2 separate regions of the Danio rerio genome follow, and region 1 is linked to region 2. The links are chromatin contacts, called in public Hi-C maps. All regions are on one chromosome and are shown on one strand. Each heading gives the region's core, a stretch centred on a gene start, on an enhancer-like site or on the middle of the called end of the contact. The rest is flanking DNA. Distances are from core to core; before and after follow the strand shown.

Evidence for each region. Hi-C and Micro-C count contacts between places; a contact is called where the count stands out from the background.
Region 1: a contact with region 2 is called in a Hi-C map of fibroblasts, with 6 times the contacts expected there. The contact joins the promoter of trabd2a here to the enhancer-like site in region 2. A contact is called at or near these places in 6 of 18 Hi-C or Micro-C datasets (caudal fin, embryo, fibroblasts and 2 more) and 1 of 4 datasets of contacts at active chromatin or transcription factors (embryo).

The regions. Positions count from the first base shown.
Region 1 is chr5:782,586-786,152 of GRCz12tu, reverse strand. It overlaps trabd2a (TraB domain containing 2A), which reads left to right and starts at 2,166. Exons shown (of 7, transcript NM_001302230.1): 1 at 2,166-2,288. The coding sequence starts at 2,166. It also overlaps a transcript of dcc not described here.
Region 2 is chr5:717,867-721,818 of GRCz12tu, reverse strand. hook3 (hook microtubule-tethering protein 3) reads right to left here. Exons shown (of 23, transcript XR_012406619.1): 20 at 3,499-3,603; 21 at 3,049-3,120; 22 at 1,609-2,017; 23 at 216-1,062. Among named protein-coding and RNA genes, the nearest start is that of hook3, 46 kb to the right of the region's middle. Within about 2 kb of position 2,343, at least 6 of the 62 cell types and tissues checked have an H3K27ac peak or open chromatin away from gene starts, as enhancers often do.

The sequences.
Region 1 (3,567 bases), core at 917-3,416, 65 kb before region 2:
ATGTTAATAATAATAATGATAATGATAACAATGATAATAATAATAATAATAATAACAATGATAATAATAATAAAATAATAATAATAATAACAATGATAATAATAACAATGATAATAATAATAATAATAACAATGATAATAATAATAATAATAACAACAATGATAATGATAATAATAACAATGATAATAATAATAATAATAATGATGATAATAATAATGATGATAATAATAATAAAAATAATAATATGAATAAAAACAATGATAATAATAACAATGATAATAATAATAAAATAATAATAATAATAATAACAATGATAATAATAACAATGATAATAATAACAATGATAATAATAACAATTATAATAATAATAACAATGATAATAATAATAATAGTAATAATAATAATAATAACAATGATAATAACAATAATAATAATAATAATAATAAAATAATAATAATAACAATGATGATAATAATAATTATTATAATAATGATATTGATAATAATGTTAATAATAATAATGATAATGATAACAATGATAATAATAATAATAAAATAATAATAATAACAATGATAATAATAATAAAATAATAATAATAACAATGATAATAATAATAATAATAATAATAACAATGATAATAATAATAATAATAATAATAATAATAATAATAACAATGATAATAATAATAATAACAATGATAATAATAACAATGATAATAATAATAATAATAATAATAATAATAATAACAACAATGATAATAATAATACTAACAATGATAATAATAACAATGATAATAATAATAATAATGATGATACTAATAATGATGATAATAATAATAAAAATAATAATATTAATAAAAACAATGATAATAATAACAATGATAATAATAATGATAATAATAATAAAATAATAATAATAATAACAATGATAATAATAACAATGATAATAATAACAATAATAATAACAATGATAATAATAATAATAGTAATAATAATAACACTGATAATAATAATAATAATAATAATAATGATAATAATAATAATGATAATAATAAAATAATAATAACAATGATGATAATAATAATTATTATAATAATGATATTGATAATAATGTTAATAATAATAATGATAATGATAACAATGATAATAATAACAATGATAATAATAATAATAAAATAATAATAATAACAATGATAATAATAATAAAATAATAATAATAACAATGATAATAATAATAATAACAATGATAATAATAATAATAATAATAATAACAATGATAATAATAATGATAATAATAATAATAATAATAATAAAATAATAATAATAACAATGATGATAATAATAATAATAATGATATTGATAATAATGATAATAATAATAATGATGATAATAATTTTATTATTATTATTAATAATAATAATAATAATAAAACAATAATAATAATATAATAACAATGATAATGATAATAATAATGATAATAAAATAATAATAATATTAATAATAATGATAATAATAAAATAATAATAATAATAATAACAATGATAATAATTATATTAATAATAATAATAATAATGATAATAATAAAATAATAATAATAATAATAACAATGATAATAATTATATTAATAATAATAATAATAATGATGATGATGATGATGATGATGATGGTGATGATAATAATAATGTCGGTATTAAAGAGCAGACGCGGCTGATGACGCAGATCAGTGAAGCGCGTTTGTTTAAAGCTCGCCGGGGGTCCGAGATGCGCAAATCACATTATTGACAAGAGTGGGGGAGGTGGAGCACACACACACACACACACACTCACTCACTCACTCACGCGCAGGACCTGTTGAGCTGAGAGCCGGAGCCGCGGAGACTTTCTGAACTCCAGCGGGAGATCTGAGGAGAAAACCAAACTAAACTCCAGCGTGTGTTCCGAGAGCGTGTGTCCGTGTGAGTGTGCGCGAGTCTCCGGCATGAGTGTGTGTGTTTGAGTGGTCCTCGGGTCAGTGGTGTCCGCTGATGGAGCCCGGAGCCCCGCTCCTCCTGCAGCCGCTCCGCAGCTCCTGCATCCCCGCGGGCCCGGATGGCTGAAGCGGCGGGCGGGATTTACTCTACTGCACCGTGCTCTACTCTACATTATGCGGACGATTAGTGAATGACGATGACGATGATGACGATGATGATGGTCAGCTGGAGCGCTTTTCTGCAGATCTGCTGGATACTCATGGTGAGAGCAAACCAGTTCAACCCCGGAGAGCCGAGCGGCTGCCGGACCAACACTCCAGTAAGAGCTCTACTCCCAACAACACACACACACACACACACACACACACACACACACACACACAGAGAGAAATAAACATGCAGAACTGCTAAGTTGCGTGCTCTCTAAAACAAAAGTTTGGTTCTTGTAATCCAGCGTTGGGTCAAACGTGTAACCCAACTGTTGGGTTAAAATATATTTTAAATTTAATTGAAAATAATAATTTTTGGTTTGTCCATTTTTGACACACAATAACGCAGCGCTTATAGGAGTGTGTTCTGACATGTCAAATCCAGCCTCAGTGGTGTGGGCAGCTCTCTGATGTGCAGATGTAGATGATGATGATGATGATGGGACAGGTTATTTATTTGTAATATTTTCTCCGGGGCTGTTTTAGCATATGTTAAACAATGTTTTGTATAGTAACTCATTTCTTGAAAATACACTAAATTAAGCACAGTGGTTGATGTTTGACCACAGCTCGGATATTTCCACAGTGCATGATGACAGCTGATCATATTCACAGGTGATTTTACAACACAGCAGTGTTCAGCTTAAAGCAGCATTTACAGGCTTCACTGGCGTGATCAGGCGAGGGATTGAGCAACAGTGGTTTGTTTCTGAGGGGCTTCATAATATTGAGCACAGCCGTTTCTCCATTTCTTTTACTCCAGCCACAATAAAGACAGAAATAAAGACAGAAAATAAGACTTTCTCCAGAACGAGAACACCAAATACAGGAAACATATCCTCACTGTGCAGCGGGGGACTGTCTGACGAATACTGACGACTGTAGTCTTCAGCTGTGTGTGTGTAGTCTGGCAGATAAGCGTGTGTTCAGAGCTGTATCGGTCACTCATAGAGCAGTAGAGTAGTGCTGTACTGAGCGCTCCGGCCCGTCTCCAGCAGGTTCAGTCTCTGTCTTGAGCAGGCATCTGTTCAGACGCGTCTTCAGTGTCAGACTCTTCTGCTGGATGCGGATTCACCTTCTGCTGGACTAATTAGGCATTAACCGTCAGCTGAGGACATTATCCACCTCTGAATAAACGTCCACACCACATCTGCTCATAACACTACAGTCATTTACACTCAATACTACAGTGTTCCTGCAGCCCGTACTATAGTAGGTGTAGTGCTTTATACGGTCTCTTTCTTATAAATGTTACACATGTATTGCCGAAGTAGTTATAGAGTTTAAATATATAAAATGAATAATAATTAAATAAAATAATAATAATAATAATATTAATAATAATTAAATAAAATAATAATAATAATAATAATAATAATTGAATTAAAA
Region 2 (3,952 bases), core at 1,094-3,593:
CTGAATATTATCTAAATATAACCAGAATATAACCTGAACATAATTAAACATATCCTGAACATAATCTGAAAATCTGCTCAATTACCAGAGAGTGACTGCAGTTCATCTATAAATGCTCATAGATTCTCACACACACGCACGCACACACACACACACACACACACACACACAAACAGCACCCAGCAAACCAAGACCAGCGGCGTGTTTGAAAGATGGATGTTTTATACAAGCTTTATTTACATCTTGAATAACAACTGTACAGTTACGCCATGTCGGAAGCTCGGTTTGCTCAGCAGCGTTTCCATGGAGACGCATGACGACGCGTGACGAGCTGCTCGCCGTACAGCATGTACACAGTGTAGACAAGCGATATAAAACTTGGCAAGTGGAACAAGTGTGTGTGTGTGTGTGTGTGTGTGTGTGTGTGTGTGTGTGAGAGTGTGTTTCTCTGCTCATGGACGGCTGAGAGAGACGGTACACTCCAGAACTCAGTCCAGACAGGAGAAACCCCCCCAAAAAAACACCACCAGGGGGCGCCGATCGCACCTTTTATATGGTATTAACATTAACACAAGCAGCAGGTTTACATCTCGCTGTAACACAATCAGCAAACAGCATCAAATAAATAGCCAAAGAAACACTATGGGTAACAGATCCGCTCCGACTCGTCCAGCAGCGCCTCGGCTCATGACCTACAGGAAACACTGGAGCAGCTACAACCAGCCCTCACTCATTCATCTCTATATAAAGTGTAACAGTCACCGTGGATACGCTCTTCTGTCAGCCGTGATTGACATGCACAGGCTCCGCCCACTTCTGACAGCATTCTGGGACTGCAGACACACGCTGATGGGTTAGTTAGTGAGCAGCGATGGGTTAAACTCAGCAGCATGCAGCCCCGCCCCCAACGTCACAAGCCCCGCCCCTTGTCATGCAGCCCCGCCCCCTGCAGATCATGCTTTGACGTCGCTGTGAAAGAGAGAGATTGACAGCTGTCAGTCAAGAGTGTCTGCTGAGGGAAGAGCACTGCAGCCATACTGTCTAAACACACACACACACACACTCACACACACACACACACACACACACACATTACAATGCAATTTATATTAAGCAAAACGACTGACTAAGTTAAAGTAACAGCACACACACACACACACATGAACACACACACATGAACACATGGAGATGATCTGAGTGATGCTGGATAAAGCAGATATAGTAATACTGTGTGTGTGTGTGTGTGTGTGTGTGTGTTTCCAGCATCATCAGAACATCTTCATGTGTTCATCAGGAGTAAAGCAGCTGTGTGAGGAGAGTAAGCCCCTTTAAGACTAGAGTTTCATTAAAGATGAACAATAGTGAGTGTTTAAGTCAGAATACTGAAGGGGGTGGAGTCCTGCTGGCCCCGCCTGCCAATTTACATATCTTTACTCATCAAATGAGCTCATTAATTACTTAATTATTCATGAATAAAGAAGTCTGCATGTGTTCAGTCAGTTTTGAGGTGTGTGAAGTGTGAAGTGTGTTTTGATCATTGGTGTGTGTGTGTGTGTGTGTGTGAGTCTGAATTAAGGCATCAGGAATGAATCAACAACATAAACACACAATCATTGGTGGGAAAGGACAGGAAGCATCTAATACACACACACACACACACACACGCACGCACGACTCGCCTCCCTCACTGCATAGATATCTGACAGGAGCTCTACATACTGCTCAGAGAGTGTGTATGTGTGTGTGTGTGTGTGTGTGTGTGTGTGTGTGTGTGTTATTGAAGACCAATGCGGATGTGGCGAAAGCAGCGCTGATACTCTCGGTAAGACTGTAACAGGAAGAGTGGGCGGAGTCAGCGTGGTGATTGGCCGGTCCAGCAGGTGCTGCTCTACCTGGCGGCGGTCTGCTGATACGTCCGTCTGGAGCTGGTGGCCTGCCTCTGACGCGCCAGGAAAGACTGACCGGAGCCTGTGCTGGCCAGACGGTCCTCTGCTGCCTTCTTCTGGAGAGCCATACCCTGCACACGCACACACACACACACAGGTCAGTCGGTCTCTGTGATCTTCATGTTTATGACCCTGGTGTGTTCTGCTCTTAAAGAGACAGTGTCCCCTAATACGAGCGCTCTACACTCCTCAAGGAGCCTCTCTGTCTTCCTCTGAACACAACAGGAGATCATCAGCTGGACGCTGGAACACACACCTGACTGAGTTCTGCTGTGGGTGTAATGGTCTGCTTCTCCAGCGCTCAGAGAGGTGAGGAAACCCCTGAGGGAGAGGAGCTGCGCATGCCACTGCGCCTTTAACTGGACTGAGGAGCACTGCAGCGCAACAGCACCCCCTACAGACACACACACACACACACACACACACCACTGTGTGTCTTCTATTAGTGTATATTCTGTTCAACTGTGTGTGGTGTGGCGGCTCTGAGTGTGTCTGATCACAGTTTGAGACTGGAATCATGAACCCAATCTCTGCTGTATGATCAGATGGAGATTCACTGATCCCTCGTGAGTGTGAGTGTGTGTGAGTGTGTGTGTGTGTGCTTCAGCTCATCCAGCACAGCTCATGAACATCAACACACTAATGATTATAATAACTCTCACCGCATCATAACAACACCAACAGCAGCAGTGTGTGTGTGTGTGTGTGTGTGTGTGTGTGATCACAGCCAATCAGGAGCGCAGAATACTGCAGTGCGCTCACAGTGACTCTACAGGTCTATTATGAACACAGATTAAGCCTCTTAGCAGTATTAATAGGCTACAGTGAGAAGCGAGATGTGTGTGTGTGTGTGTGTGTGTGTGTGTCCCTTTGTATTAGCTGTAAAGTGCATCTCTGCTGTGTCTAGTGCACAGGAATCAGAAGGACATCACATCTGATGCGGCCCTGAGTCTGACACCTGTGCTCTGATGATTATGAGTGTGTGTGTGTGTGTGTGTGTGTGTGCGTGTGTGAGTGTGTGTGTGTGTGTGTGTGCGTGTGTGTGTGTGCGTGTGTGAGTGTGTGTGAGTCATGTGATCATGTGATCAGTGTTGATACGCACCATGTTGTACCAGGCAGACACGATGAGCTTCTCCTCCTGGTCCCGCTGAGACTTCGTCTTGTCGTATTCCTTCTGCACACACAACAGCACAGCACAGGACATGAGCAGAGTGTGTGTGTGTGTGTGATGTCATATATTGATGATGGTGTGTGTGTGATGTCATATGTTGATGATGGTGTGTGTGATGTCATATGTTGATGATGGTGTGTGTGTGTGTGTGTGTGTGTGTGATGTCATATGTGGATGATGGTGTGTGTGTGTGTGTGTGATGTCATATGTTGATGATGGTGTGTGTGTGTGTGTGATGTCATATGTTGATGATGGTGTGTGTGATGTCATATGTTGATGATGGTGTGTGTGTGTGTGTGTGTGATGTCATATGTTGATGATGGTGTGTGTGATGTCATATGTTGATGATGGTGTGTGTGTGTGTGTGTGTGTGTGTGTGACCTCGAGTGAGTGCAGCATCCTCTCGCGCTCCTGCAGCTGGTTCTTCAGAGCCTGAACCTCTGGAGCGGAGCCCTGATTCTGCTTTGGGTCCAGCGTACGAATGACCTAAACACACACACACACACCTCATCATCATCATCATCAAACAACATTAAACACACACTACATGACTTGAGTTTGTGTCTAAAATCTCTGTGGTGTTCACACTGCTTAAATGATCCACAAGAGGGCGTCACACACTACATGATCGGACAACAGCAGCTCAGTCCAGCTACCAATCACAGCCAATCACATGTTGAGGGAGGAGCCGGCGGAAAAAGCGGAACACTATTGGCTGCTGGTGTGCTGATGACATCACTGACAGTTAGTCAGCTGATGCAGGTCAGTCGCTCCTCTGCAAGAGTCAAGTGGAGAGATGCACACAGTTTTCTGACATGAGAGCGGTCAGCATGAG